Linked DNA regions of Mus musculus: region 2 is linked to region 1. Evidence: chromatin contacts called from public HiChIP or PLAC-seq data. All regions are on one chromosome and are shown on one strand. Each heading gives the region's core, a stretch centred on a gene start, on an enhancer-like site or on the middle of the called end of the contact. The rest is flanking DNA. Distances are from core to core; before and after follow the strand shown.

Region 1 (7,757 bases), core at 3,048-5,547:
CCAGAATGATCTCATTATTATAAAAGTATATTTGATGAGTTTATTATGACTTTATTGAGAGTAAATCTCCATGACTTAATTTGATGATAGCCTGATGACCTTATATGGTCAATCACGTTTTGGTTTGGTCAGTTTGTTAGCTCTCCTCTCTTGGAATTGTCAGATGATTTTGATTAATCAAAATTGTTATGGGAATAGTTTTACAAATTAAAAGAGTATAAATAACAAGCAACCACTCAACAATTCTTCATCTAGCTTGATAGCTCCTGGAATAGTTTATAATCCCATATTCCCAAATTTTTTAAATTACTTGTACTTTTTCACTATGATTTATTAATACACAGCTACCAAATAAGTGCCTATAGATATTTTCCTTATAACTTTTCTGACAATACTTTCTCAACTTTTTTTTACTACTTCTGACATGCCTCTTAAAAACATAATATTCTTTGTGATATATCTTTTTTTGCCTTTCAATATTTGTTTTCATTAGGAAACTACTCACAAAATCAAAATCGTATTGAGTTACTAGTTTTCCAATTCAGCCTAGATCTCCCTTTTAATCTTCTAATCATTAAAATTTCTTTCCCCAATCAGATCTATTCATTGGATCATTGTACCTTAAATTCAATGTGTCTGAATTAAACTGATGTTCTTCCCAACACTAAGAAAACTGGCATTTCTTCCTTGTCTCCTATCTTAGTTCCTGAGTGCTGAAATGATGGATACGTTGATAGCTGTTTTATGAAGGATGCTAATCTGGGCTGACACTTCTGCCATGCAAAGCAAAGCATTTCTCCATGCTTTCCTATAACTTCTATAGTACTGATGCTTTTCTCCTTTTCTTATCTACCCAACAGCCTTTAGAGTCTTCTTTCTCCTTTCTCAACAACAACAACAACAAAATATTATCTTCTAAGAGATTCCAATGGCTCCTATCTGCTTTTAGGTTAAATTCTAAAAGATTTCCCAGAGGTCTAGAATTTTCTCAAGCTGACTTTATTGATATTGAATATTTTCCACTGAGTATTTGGGCTTGAGTGTCACTGTCACGAATACTTTCAAGATTTCAGAATATTATTGTATGTCTTCTTATTTTATATTCTTTCTTCTGTGCTTCACTATCCTCTTGGCAAACACCAAGATCAAAAGCAAATAGCAACTCTGTATTGAGCATACCCTCAACTGTTTTATCAGCTATACAATCTCTGCTGTCACTGCATTATGTTCATGAGTATAGTATGCCATGTATCAACTATTGTGTGTTTAAAGTATTGTTTATTTTTGAGTTGGTCAAGAGCAAAGGTGGCCACATCACATTCAGCCTCTACAGTGAGAACTGACTGTAAATTGTTAACAGCTCTTTGTTGTGATGTGACCTAAAACTATAACATATCACATCATATACCATCAGTTATATGTCATAAATCTGATAAAGTCTGTATAATGAAAATCACAAGTGTTTGAGTATGTAAATATATGGTATTTAATTATGTGTGTTTGCATATGTGTGTATGTAAATTAAATACTTAGTGGCGAATAGATCTTTAGATATTGTCTTCTCTAATTGTTGAGCCAGGCACTGTGTGACTTCATCACAGTGAACAACATGTTATTGGCAGTAAAAGCTTCTGTCCTATATCTTTGTCCAGTGAAACTTCCACTTTAGTGATGTCATCTTTCATGCTATTTCCTGTAAACAGTAGAAAGAGCGAAAGCCCCTCACTGGAGCAGATGTCCTCAGCTTCTCTGTTCTCTTCTTCCCATTCCCTTCCTGCCCCTCCTCCCTCTCCCTCTCCCTCTCCCTCTCCCTCTCCCTCTCCCTCTCCCCCTTACCCCTCCCCCTCCTCCTCCCCCTCCCCCCTCAGTTATATCAAATTTGCTTCTCATCAAATTATAGACAAGATTCTATCACCTTTGCATTTTTTAGTTATAATGTATTCTGTTCTGTCCTAACTCCTTTGAGAACTGTTCCCAACTCATTTTAGATTTAGTAACATCTCCCTTCCTTTCAGTGGATAAATACATGAAGAAATTATTATTTTGCTCAGCAGGTTAAATGTTCCAATATTTCCCAAGAAACAAAGAATCATCATAAAATACATAGTACCACCATCCTCCCACTAGCTTCTATTTGCACAACAGTTGACAATGTATGACTTAGTTTCTCATAACCCACTTGATTTCATCATACCATGTATGGATAGTCAAAGGCAAGTACAATCACACAGTAGGCAGCTACTGATGGAGGGGTGAGAACACCGTCGAACTATTCTTAGAGCAGGCTACAACTGAACCTGGTGCTGGAATCAAGGTCTAATTGGCTTGTATTCCGGCTATGACATTAATATTGACATGTATTGGTACCTCAAAGGCAGCACAGCACAGGATCTCTATGTTCTTTTCCGTCTGAATTGCTACTTGGCTCATGTTCCTTTGATAGTACAAATTTCAACTAGCCCAGCTCTGTTGCCCCGAGAAGCTCTTTCTAAATTTCCAAGTACTACCAACTACTATAAATTTAGAATAGAAAAAATAAAACACACTTTCAATTCTTTGTTTAAAATCAAACGAATTTGACTTTTGTCTTTAGTCCCCTAAGTAGCTGATCTTTAAAGTCTTACCAAGTTCGCAAGAATGACTTTGCTTTGACTAATCTGTGCCTGTATTTGCGCGTGTACAAGAGTGCATTAGTATATTATGCGATTCTCCAAGGTAAAGGGTGTTTTGTCTTTAAGTGATTTTCTGTTCAATGCCTCACCACGTTGCTTGGATGTATGAACCTTCTTTAAACCTTTAGTCATCGGTGTGATTCTGGCGTAAATGGATCTGCCTCCTCAGCAGGTCGGTCGGAGGACTGAAGCCAGAAGACCCACTCTGCCTGGACTGTGATCTGGACACTTTTTCTTTCTATCTTGTTCCTATCTTGATATTTGGCATCACTCAGGAACTCTCAAGTCATCCTCAGCTATAAGCGAGGAGAATAGCTCCTCCACTTGTCTCCGGTGAGTGTGTGAAGTTTCTGGTAGGCTCAGGAATTCCGTCTTCCATAGTGGTTGGAGAGCATCCACCCACCCTCAGCAGAGAGGGGAGCCTGGAGCTCTAAGGTTTTGTTGTTTCCCTGTGTGTTCTGCTTCTACAGCGCTTTGCCGGGAGAGTCTGAGGAGCAGTGAGTTGCTACTTTTCTTGTTTTGTCAAAAAAACAAAGCGAAAAGACTTCTTTCCCGGAAAGAAAAGTTTCTAAACCTCCATGTTAATCACTCCACGGCGTAAAAGATCACTTTGAATCACTCGTTACAAATTGCACTATCCAGTTTTCCCTGTTAGAGCTGCCTGCACAGGGCTTGACCCTGGTGTCCCACACACCACAAAGCTATGCTTAATACATTTAAATCTCTCTCTCTCTCTCTCTCTCTCTCTCTCTGTGTGTGTGTGTGTGTGTGTGTGTGTGTTTGCCAAAACACCGCATTAAAAAAAAAAAAAAAAAGAACTGTCTACCTGTATATTGCTAGAATGTCATTTTAGAAAGTCTAAGACTGGAAACCCAGATTTTAAAAGCACTTCACTTTGTAATGAAAGTACAGCGCTGCCCTCATTCACTGCCGAGCGGCTAGAGAAACAATCACCCAGTGACTCACTGTTGCCTCTTAGTTATGTTGTTCTTTCCTAATGGCATAGGACATGACCTAATTCGCTTGCAGGGATCATACTTTTGACCTGGGGATCCTGGCATAATCAGGACCAGTTGGAAACACAGAGGCTCCTTCAGGAGCCCTTAGCTCGCTCCGGATCATAGTCCCAGATCTGGAGATAGAGCAAAGGACAACTCTGTCCCACTTACCGGTCTTCCACAGATAGAGGGTGGGCACCTCGGTGTCTCCCTGCGCCGCAGCCCCGCGGGCGCCAGAGCTCAGCAGGAGTAGCAAGAGCAGTGGCAACCGCAGCAGCTGCAGGACGCCCCGGCTCGGGGACGCCAGGCGCCCGGCTCGCAACCCCATGCTGTCCGCAGCCGCTCCAGCCTCCGGAGCCGCACCACTCTCGCAGGGGACGGTCTTTCCTTCTCCACCAGTAGAGAAAGCAAAGCTCTCCCTGCTTCTATTGTTCGCTCCAGATGAAAAGCAGCCAAAGAGCAACTAACACTAGGGAACAATAGCATCAGCGGCGGCCGTGGACGCCACCGCCGCCGCCGCTGGCTGGCGGGGATGCTGGCGGGGATGCTGCCGCCGCTGCCATGGCGCGCAGACTGGCAGGTCCTAGCGGCGAGGGACACAGCCGGCCGCAGGGGGCCCCAGCTGACAGAGCCGGCCCAGAGCTCTGAGAGGAGCAGCCCCCGCCGCCAGCTGTAGGGAAGGGAGGGGAGAAGAGAGAGCTGAGAAGAGCCAAGGGGACCCGAGGGGACCACCGGCGGGGGGCAGCGAGGGCACAGGGCCAGCACCCAGACCCCACGCGCCCGCCCCGAGAACTCCCCGGCACATGGTGCGCTGAAATATGTTCACAAGGATACACCAATAAAAGGCATCATCACGGGGCAGGCTTCAGGATGACGAATAACTGACATTGAAATTCATCGTCACCCAAGGAGTCAAATGCTGATCTAGTGGCGTGTTATTCTCCCTGCATATTTACACAAAGCATCAGCCTTGGTCATTTATTCTGAAGCCGCCGTGCCTTCTGAATTACTTTATGAGAAGAGCGGTACTTATGAACCTGATAGGGAACAGACCAGGGCTCACTATCAAAAGGAACTTGAGCACTTCCGTGTTTTTTGTTTTTTGTTTTTGTTATTTTTTTAACTTCAGCCCATCCTCAGTAACAATGTGACCGTGGTTAATATGTGTCAAAGTCAACACATTGTCTTGTAACTGCCTTTGAAAGCGACTTCGTACTTAAAAGTGTGCACGACGCTGTCTAATTGCATGAATAAGAATGTACAAACACTGCCAGTATATTCTGTTTTAATGATGAAGTGCATAAAAGTTCCATTCCTTTCTCTTCCATCACTATTGAAAACGCACTACTAAGGACCAGAGGTGGGGATAAAAATTAAGCCGCAAATGAGTCAGTAGCAGCAGTTGGCTTCCACCCAGTTAATAACTATTTCTACTTAAATTTCATTCCTGAGACAAATACTAATTCTTTTAAGTGCTTTTTCACAACCAAAACAAGAAACCACATGGCTTGTACCTTTTGTTCTCTATTTTATTAGATCAGGCCTAACAGAAGAATGTGTGCAGTCAGATAAAGCTTTGTCCCTTTTTTCCCCCACTCACAATAACAGTCTTTTATTATTAATTCATTTCCTTGTAACGCTTAAATAGTATCAAGGCAGTTAGCCAATTAAAACAAAGCAAAACAACAACAACACCAAAATTCCCCAGCAACCAAAAGCTAAGGATAACTATGGTCATTTGGTTGCCTGTCTTACACCAAATACAATACAATTTAAAAGGCAGAAAAACTTCTCTTAGTGACTTCACCCCCAAGGACCCAATAACCCATGAGTCTGAAATGAGAAAGCTACAGTTTCTTAGGGAGGAAAGCTTCCTTCCAGAAGGCTCCCTGGAGATGTGTGTCATTTTGCTGAGCTTTCCAGACATAACCCTTCTGCATGCATTAGATTAAAAGCAGGTTTGATCAAATAATTCCCAGGTCCTGCCTGTTTAAGTATTCTGACATCAGAGGAAATTAGCTGCATTCACGGTTGCAAATTTGGTCTTTGTTTACTTTTCACTCTGTTAGGCCTCTAAGAGGGAATTAAAAGCTCAGAGAGTCCTGGCCCTGGGCTTGTGATTAGAGGCGATAAGCCACTGTGGCTTACTGTTTCTACACTGGTGAAAAATAGGCAGTGATCAAAAGATTATAGGTTGATAGGGATACAAAGGCAGGCTGGTCCTAACTAATGTATACCCCCCTGAAGGAGCAAGTCCTTCAATATTCACACTGCCAAAGAAGAAAAAGACCTGCCATTGCCTCCTAGGTTCTGTCCTTCAGAAATGGCTCCTCCATGCAATACCACTCTGCATGGAAGCCTCTTCCTTTCCCTTCTATTTGTATTTCTCAGTTGTCGTTAGTGCTCATCCCTGAAGGTCTTCAACCGTGAATGGAATTGTAGATTCTGCGTTATTAATGCCCATTCATAGTGTTCTCCATAAGCCCCAAGTCAATTTACCAGGTGGAGGCTCCGTGTATAACAGAATACGGAGGGTGGAAGAAGGTAAATTCGTTAATTTGCAAGTTGACCACCTACCTCCCAAAAGCCATCAGATGTCACACTCCATATCTTAGTGTAAGTAATAATAATAATAATAATAATAATAATAATAATAATAATAATAATAATTGATTTTTCTTATGTATCCAGGATTGTATAATAATTACTTATCCATTCCAGAGACTAAACATGACAACTCTAATATCAAGGCTAACTTCTAAATCTACACCTGTTGTCATTTAAAACACACAAGAAGGATAACATGTTGTGCATGTTGTGGGTTTGAAATTTGTCCTGGGTTGGCTCTTATATTTAATGGAAACGTAAACCAAGCTTAGGAGACCCGCACAGACACCCTTCACATACACATGAACAAATGTTCCGAACAAGTGGAATCATCTCTAAACAGTGTTACAGGAACTCAGTCATGGGAACATTTGACTCCACCAAGGCCACATTTCTGTTCATAACAGTGTCATTACTGCACTTGAGGACAAAATTATTTGGGTCTCTGAAAAGACAAAGTGATGTATACATTCAGATACACATCCTGGTGAGAGAAAAAAAGAAGTACTACTCACTTGAATAAACTGTATCAATAAACCTGATGAATGGCCAGAGATAGTAAGAAATACCAACCTTTGTTTTCTAAAATGATATGAATAATACACAAATGTTTAATGGTATGATGGCAAAATACAATCTAGAGAAGTCTCAAGGATGAAGATTAAATTGACCATCTGTATAACCTGTCATGAAGTAAGTCGTTCATCATTTTTCATGAACTGTTCAAGTATTAATGACCCAGGACTATAAAAGTCTTCCAAACCAACAGAGGATAAATGTAAGTTACTTAGAAATGGCACAATTCTAACCTAATTGGCAACCTTAATTGTCCATTGCTTCTGTGCTATCATTTCAAAACTCTACTATATGATGATATGTACACTCATAAATATATCTATATCTATCTATCTATCTATCTATCTATCTATCTATCTATCTATCTATCTCTATATATTAGGAAAGAAGCATATAAAGTACTTTTCATGAATGGGATAATGAATCTCTGTGATTAGAATCTATATGTTAAGGCAATTATAAAAATTATTTATTTGATGGAAAAGGATTTATTTTAATATAATTTTATTAATGTAATTAAGTGATTCAATAGGGAAAATTATTTTTGATAAAATATTATATAGAGGAATATATAAAATGCTTATTCTGAAATAAAAATATTAGCTGTATTTCTCCACATAATAGCAACTTAATTTCAACAACAACCAAAACTCAAAGGAATTCTATTTATGCATCCTCTAGGTGTCATACTTAACCAAGATTTGTGTTCAACAAAATTTATTTTAGGCTTTTTCCCATCAATCTTTCTCTGCTACACCCATCAAATTACAAAGTACCAAACATTTCATATTTGATTTCTGTGGTAAGTAACTACACAACTTACCTCCTAAATTTTGAGTGGTATCCATCCTCAATTTTCCTTCTGATTCCTTCTTACTTATAAACAATGTACTATGTTGGCTTG
Region 2 (7,757 bases), core at 2,518-5,017, 930 kb after region 1:
AAACATGAAAAGAAAACTGTGAAAACTCACTTGAAAATAAAGTAAGCAAAAAGAACTAGTTCAAATTGTATTGGAGGTCACAGAGTTGGTCAATTTATTAACACAGCTGTGGAGATAACACTGAAGGAAAAGTTTAAGTTAAAATGGTTCATGGTTCTAATTTTTAAAACAATTCAAATATTGTACTTCATGCAAAACATCAATATTATAAGTTAATTCTATTAATTTTAAGGCTGTTTTGGTTTTAGTTTTAAATGATCTCTAATTTAAAGTTACCATTTCTCCCACATTTTTCTCATCTCAAGTGTTTGCTACAAATGATGTGAGAGCTAGAGAGACGGCTCCATCACTGACGTGCTTGCCTTGTTCTGACCTGTGTTCTGATCCCCAACACCATATAAAAGACCAGGCACCAGTCTGCCTAGCCTAATTAGTGAGTTCTAGGTTCAGAGAGAGACCTCTGATGAAGACACTGATGCTGACATCTAGCCATCACAGGTATATGCACATATACATACCTGTACAATCACAAACATACATCATACACACACACACCCCCAAACTACAAAGAAAGCAAAAACAAAACTGAAAACCTACATGGCCCCAGTTTAGTTCTTAGTCAGGTACACTGATCAAGTAAGTCTGACTAATCAACAAAGTCCTTGTTTGGAAAGCAAAATTAAGCTAGCAATTTCTTATAAATAAACTGTCTATATACCCTCTAATCAAATTAAAATATTCTAAGTTGCTATAGAAGTCTAATTTCAAAATTCTGTATAGCAAAGATATTAAATACCTGATATGGCAAGCATACTTTCCTTCATCTAAACTCAATCTGGAAGTAAAAGTAGTTCCAAGTGCAGTAAACAGACGGACTCACCTCCGTAACACAGCTCCCTTTCCCCAACCAAGCCCGCTCATCATCGTCAACTCTCACCAGTCGGACAGATCACAACAATGGAGGGAAAAACCCACCACAGCAGGAAGGGCCTGTTTTCATTTTTCTCTCTATTGCATTTCCAATCCAATGTCAGAGATGTAGACAAGGAAGACTTTATTCTACCCTACATTCTTTAGCTTTACTTGTATTCTTACTTTTCAGTAACTGCTGTTTTCCCTTTCATTCTGCCCCAGTCTATTCATTACCAGTATATCCCTGAGAAAACTATACTCCCTATTGCTCCACTCCCATAGACAGCCCCTACCCGTCAATTTATATCCTTTTTCCTTTCTCAACTTTTACTGTTACTTCCTTATCTTCACGTTCTTTTATATTCTAACATCTATGCCAACAATATTAGGATAAGAGATGAGATGGACACTCTATTTCCCATAAAATAGTATGCACTAATGGTCAACTACTTCATCTTCATGAAAGTTACTTTGATCTTAATTAAATTAAATTTGGAATATGCACTAAATCTGGCTAGTACATTTCCTGTTCCTAAGGAAGATACAAAGACTGTAGATCTGAGATAAAAATGCAGAGAATGTAAAAAGATCAGCCATGCTTGAGAACCATTAGTGAAAATTATGGCTTACATTCCAATATTTTAAGTGAGAATTTACTGCATTCCCTAATAAGAAAACTGTTATGAGCTTATAGAATACATTTATGACTGAAGACCATCGGTACAATACTATGCCTTCAAAATAAAACATCTAAATCATTGATGGAATTCAGGGCATTAAAATGCCAAAAGAATTGCTTCATTCAAATTCTTAGACTATCAGGAAATCTCTACCTGCCCAAGTCACATCAGATCATTTGTTTCTGAACTACTGAATTGCTCTCCATTCTGGTAATTTCTAAGTATCAATCCTCATTATGAACCAAGTGTTCCCCTAGTTAGAATTTGGGCGTAAGGACATGTTTAAACATGTGAGACTAAGCATGCATAAACAGCAGCTTAAAGAGATAATGACACATTAGCAGTGTGTTAAGTGGAACCTATTCGTTTATGAATAAATGAATAACAATGAAATTATTACAAAAAGGTTAAGAATAGAAACTGAATTACATACTAGTCATTTTCTTTTAAAAGATGCACAGAAAATTTGTACAAAATGGCATGATAAATTGAAGAAAAGTGGGTCCACTTATTTCTTCATTTCTTCAAACAACATAAAAACCACTAGAGAATGGCATTATGTAAGTGCATTTTGTGACTATCAAGAATGATGCAACTGTTGCTATGGTAACCACTCATTTTATTGAATTGAGGTTGGGAATTAAAGTATCTTCAATAAAAAAAAATTCAATACCTTAATATGCTTGCCAAGGTTCTTCTATTAGTACCTATCAAACAATAGCTATTAGCCATCTTTGGGGATATCAAATGGCCTCTATTAAAAGCCAGGGCTAAGTTGTCAAGGAAAGAACTTTGAATAGTGTTAAGAATAAAATGCATCAACGACACTCAAAGGAAGATAGACTTGACTGAACTTTCAGAGTAATTGAAAAGTGTGCATAACTGAAAAGTGACATGATCTCACAAGTCTTTGTTCCTTCACTGTCATAATTTCTCTTTTAACCTAAATTATTAACTAGTTAAAAGACTGACATTAGAACGCTGCTGAGTTTTCATTTTGCAATTAAGCTAAAGAAAAATCTGCTGAAAGTAGCCCATTTTAACACTTTATGAGAATTTTTTTCCTGAACACATGAAGAATAATGCAAAGTGTCACCTTCCGAATCTTATAAAGTTGCTTTGTTTGAGAGCCCCCATTTACAAAATGCCAGGATAATTCATAAAATTCAACTATAGACACTGTTCCGGCATATGCGCCAGACGAAAAGCTGCCCCCATGGAAGAGCGGGGTCTGCACCTCTGGCCAGCTTCGAAGGCACCGGCATCTTTCAGAGTCTCTGTGCTTAGAGACTCTTCAAACCTGCACAGTCTCTTAAGAACCTGCCCCAGATCTCTTCCTGGACTGTCTCCACAAACTTGAAGATGGAGCTGCGGTGGAGGGGAGCTACCTGCCACCCTCTCCCCAGTGAAACACGGCAGGCGAAGCACCTTGAGATCCTCCGCTGGGCCTGCTGACTTCGCAGCCCTGGATGCCCAGGCAGGGGAGGCCTCGGCACGGCCTTGCCAAGGAGCGAAGAGGAAGAGGGGCTGTTGCCAAGCGGGCTGAACAACAGGCTGGTCCAGCGCAGAAGAGCGAGGGGCAGCTTCGCTCCTGCCAGTCTCTCGGTGGAGTCACCCCCACCCCCACCCCTCTTCGGGTCTTACCTGAAAGCCCCTCCCTCCCTCTGAGCGGCGGCTCGGTGACAGTGGTCTCAGCCCACCGCTGGGGACAGGGCCTAGGCGGGTGGCGACTGCCCATTAGGGCTCCGGGAGCCGACCGCAGGAGGCCGGCCGGCCGATCGCGGCCTGGGCAGACGTGCCGCCCCCGTGTGTGTCAATGGTGGCCTGTGGGGCTGAAAAGAGCTGACCCAGCCGGGGGACGCGCCTCCCCTCCCCCGATGCCTGTTTACCTTCGCGGTACTTCTTGCGGAGCCGCCGATGAACGCTCTTCACCACCCCGGACAGCTTCTCCTGCTCCAGCTTCCGCTCCTGCTCCCGGGGCTGCGCGGCGTTCGGGGGCCGCTGTCCGCGCGCTGCGCCTCGGCCACCCGGCCCCGGCTCCATAGCGCTGCCGCCGCCGCCGCTGCCGCTGCCGCCGCCGCCCCTCGGGCCCCGCGGTCTCTCCCCGGACGGAGGAGGTGGGGAAGAGGAGGCAGCAGCAGAGGCAGCAACCGGAGGAGGCCGAGGAGCCACAGCTAAGGCCTCGGGGGCGGTGTCTTCCCAATAGCGCAAGGTGATTGGTGAACTGCGGAGGGCTGGGTGGAAATGGAAAGGGCCGCGGACCAATGGGCAAAGGGCAGCGGCGGCGCACCGGGTTGTTTGGGAAGGAGCAGCTGAAGGAGGCGGAGAAAGCACTGGGCTCCTCGCCAGGCCACGCCCCGGATGCTGTGCGGAGGAGCCGGGGCTGCCTAGGGGAGGAGGCCTGTGGTATGGGGTGCGCTTGCGCCCCAGAGTTATTTGCCTAGTTTGAGCTTCATTGTATGGTCCAGCTTTGGCACGTCTCCCAACTTCCTAGGCCGCTGGGAGTTTGGGTGATGCTGCCACAGGACGCGGTCGTCCACCTGAGTTCCCTCTGCACCCTGTTGCACCTCTACAATTCCCTTCAGCTAAATACCCTTTGAAGACTTGGCTGCTACGCAGGGTTTTACATTTCAAGGAGTCCAAACTTGAAAGCCTTCATCGGGGTCAAGGAGAGGTCAAACTACCAAATCCCGATGTAATTCTCTTAGCTAACCCAGGTTAATGCTTGGCATACTGCTGCTACACGAAAGACAATGAATTGCGGGAAAGAAAGATAAAAAAAAAAAAAAATAGTAGGAGGTGTGGGACAAGTTAAAACACCAAAAGGCCATATTGTCTCCCTGTAGAACTTCTGTAATGACCATAAGAATGGGTTACTGGAAAACTTGCATTGATTGTAGGTCATCTCAGAACCCACAGAAAAGTCTGCTCAGGTGGTCTCTCATATTTTGGACAGTTAGTCCACTAGTCCATGCAAAATTCAGTAAATGGCTCCCCCTTTCCAACTTCTTTCATTTGTGTGTAACACTATTAAGGGTATGTGATTGCCGACTTGTTTAAGAAAGATGGAAGCCCAATCTCCAAAAAGAGACTGCATTCGCTCTGTACTAGTACTTACCTAGGCTGCTGGTAGTGCATCAGGCAGACCTGGGAATGACTTGTATCTGATTGTGCACTTTACAGCTATTGGTTACATCACATTGTATAGACATTGTATAGACATTGTTGCATTGAAACTTTCAGATCAATGTCTTGGTAATATTAGTAACATTCTCTTTATGTCACTGTTGGGTCCAAAGGAAACGCTGTTTCCACAAATTCTGGGGGTTAGACAAAAAGCCACATTCCTCAGGAATTGTTGAAGCTGATTCCTTTCTGCTAAAGGGAGCCATTTCTTTTACCATTCTCAGAAGGGATAATTTGTTATCTGTGGAACCTAACAGCATAGCGAAGTGCATGCTGGCCTCCAGGCTCTCTCACATCACAAATGCCTGTTACACAGTTAATGTCCATAGCTTCCTTTCTTCTAACATCTCATTCTCCTTATAACCCTTACTATTTCAGCTATGTGTGTTCTTGGTCCTCTCTTCTGCCCTCTCTTGGTCCTCTCTTGGTCTTCCTTTCACTCCTCCCCCTCACCCCCTTCCCCCACTCCTTCCTTCTATTACTCTCTACTCTGCTCCTGCTCTTTCTTGCTCAGGTATAGTTTGCTGTCCCTTCTCTCTGCTCTGGATTCTTCCAGATACCTCTGCTTGTTCTCTTCTTTCTATCTACCATACAAACCTTCCCCTCAAACATGGAATGGAGTGGTCATGTTGTGTTTATACAGTAACTATTTCATGATACTTCCTGGTTAAGATGATTCTGACCAACAAAACATTATACATGCTTTCCAGACCACAGGAGCAGAAATATCACTGTGAAGAAGTAGATTAGACACAGGCCAAAATAAACAAACTTCAGAAGAACTGTAATCGTGAAGTGACCTTACAAGAACTAGCAAGGAACCAGCAGGCATTGTGGCCTTACATGGGAAGAAAAGAAGAACTTGGGTTCCTTCCCCCAACACACACAAATATTAAAAGCAAATGATGTTGAAAATATTTGAAAGCTACATCATAATTCACAGCAAAGTTAGGTACACATGTCATTTGTAGTGAATATTAGGTATTTATTTGTTTAATATGAATGTTTCACACTTCCATCTAGGAAAATAAGTCTTATAGTGTATTTTTATTTAATTTTTAAAATATTTACTTATGTGTGAATGTGTTTGTGCAAATGCTATGTCCTCTGGGGGCAGAAGAGTGAATTGGGTTACTACAGCTGGAGTTAGGTATATGTAGCTGTGAGTCATCATAGAAGCTAGAACTCAATTTGGAGTCTCTGCTGAACTATCTCTTCAGTCCAGAGTTTGTTTGTTTCTTAGTTTTTTTCTTTTCACACTTTACTTCATACTACTTGCAGATGGACTTTCAAGACCTTTGAAAACAGTGGTTCTTAACCTTCCTAATGTTGGAACCTTCTAACTTAGCTCCTAGTGTTGTGGTGGCTTCCAACCATAAAATTGTTTTCATTGCTACTTCATAATTTTGCTACTGTTATGAATTGTAATATAAATATCTGTGTTACAGTGGTCTTAGGTAACCCCCATAAAAGGATGATTAGGTCCCAAATAGTCGAAACCCATAAGGTTGAGATCCACTGTTTTAAAAGGTTAAAAACATTGAAGGGAATTTGAGAAATAGCGAAAGGATTAAACAAGCACAAACTACTTAGAATTTTACCAGTGAGATGAAACAACATTTTTTTCCTTTGCATGTATGCATTAACTTCAAATGGGATGTTTCTCAAATGGATATGTGGTCATCTATTTTATGAATAATCTACTATTTTATTAGTTAACCCCTAGTCACATCACGTTTATGTTGTACCCACTTTTCTGAAATACAAATCACATTACATGTGATTAATACCTTTGCATTGTTTTTAATTTCTCTCTCTCTCTCTCTCTCTCTCTCTCTCTCTCTCTATATATATATATATATATATATATATATTCCATTAAAGTGAAATTTCTAATTCAAAAGGTCATGCCTATTAAGCTTTTGATATCTGTTGTCAAAACACCCTTTCAACATGGGCTAGGACTTTATGTCACTTCTGGCAGTGAAGATGGATATTTATTTTCCTGCACTATTACCAAATATAAGTACTACTATTTGCTGATTATACATAGGAATCTTTTAAAACTTCCTATTTTAAAAGTATGTGGAAACTTCTTGCTGTTTCTTAAGTAGTTATTCTGTTTATCATAATATTTTGTGTAACATATTAATATAAGAGGAACTTAGTTATAATAAGCAATCATTTTCCAAGAAAATTGAAAAAAATAATTTTTTTTTACTTCTGACTTTCTTGAAAAGAAACTTAAGAACTGGAGATTAAATATTAAGTTCTATTTAAAATTTGTATGAATTCAGATTGAGCCTTGGCTTATATATCCTGGAAAAAAACAAAACTGAGTTTTCTTAACAGAACATAGCAAATGGCCTTAGATCACACTATGAAGGAAGTTTACAACTACCTTTTTCCAGCCTAATTGGTAATACTGGGCCAAGCTGTACATCTGCTATGGTAGAAAAGGAATATTAACAGGTTTTCTATCTAATTGAAATAAATGTTCTGATTGATGAAGAAAAGCATTTGTTGTACCGTGTAGATTTAGTGACATTTCAAACAAGCATACCCTATTGCATGGTCATGGGAAAGGGTCAAGTCCAGGAGTGAGTGTGTCTGTAATGCCCTTAGCAAATGGTAAATGCTGTGACTTTCAGGGCCTTAGGGCTGTGGGAAAGAACTCTGAAAGCATTAGTTATGTGTGTGTGTGTGTGTGTGTGTGTGTGTGTAAGATTCCTCAACTATGCAAAAATATAAGGATGTAATATAAACTATATGAGGGGCTTCACAGACCTAGAAGAACAAAGGCAGCTGCACTATGAGCCAGCTTCTCAGAAAGATATTAAGGAAAGAAATAAAGAGATTTGCAGAGTGGTAATGGCAGAGCAAGATCTCACCCAGCTACGTTTATTGTTTGTGCTTACAAAGGGAGGCAGATCTCTGAATTCTTTTGCCATGTTAAAAAAAAAAATGTACTTTTTGTCT

Evidence for each region. HiChIP or PLAC-seq counts read pairs in DNA pulled down with a chosen protein or histone mark.
Region 2: an H3K4me3 HiChIP or PLAC-seq map of embryonic stem cells shows a contact between it and region 1, with 8 read pairs. The contact joins the promoter of Bmt2 here to the promoter of Thsd7a in region 1. A contact is called at or near these places in 3 of 115 datasets of contacts at active chromatin or transcription factors (the NIH/3T3 cell line, astrocytes and embryonic stem cells).

What each region holds. Positions count from the first base shown.
Region 1 is chr6:12,744,956-12,752,712 of GRCm38.p6, forward strand. Thsd7a (thrombospondin, type I, domain containing 7A) reads right to left here and starts at 4,298. Exons shown (of 28, transcript NM_001164805.1): 1 at 3,842-4,298. The coding sequence starts at 3,998.
Region 2 is chr6:13,674,199-13,681,955 of GRCm38.p6, forward strand. It overlaps Bmt2 (base methyltransferase of 25S rRNA 2), which reads right to left and starts at 3,768. Exons shown (of 5, transcript NM_175312.4): 1 at 3,482-3,768. The coding sequence starts at 3,635.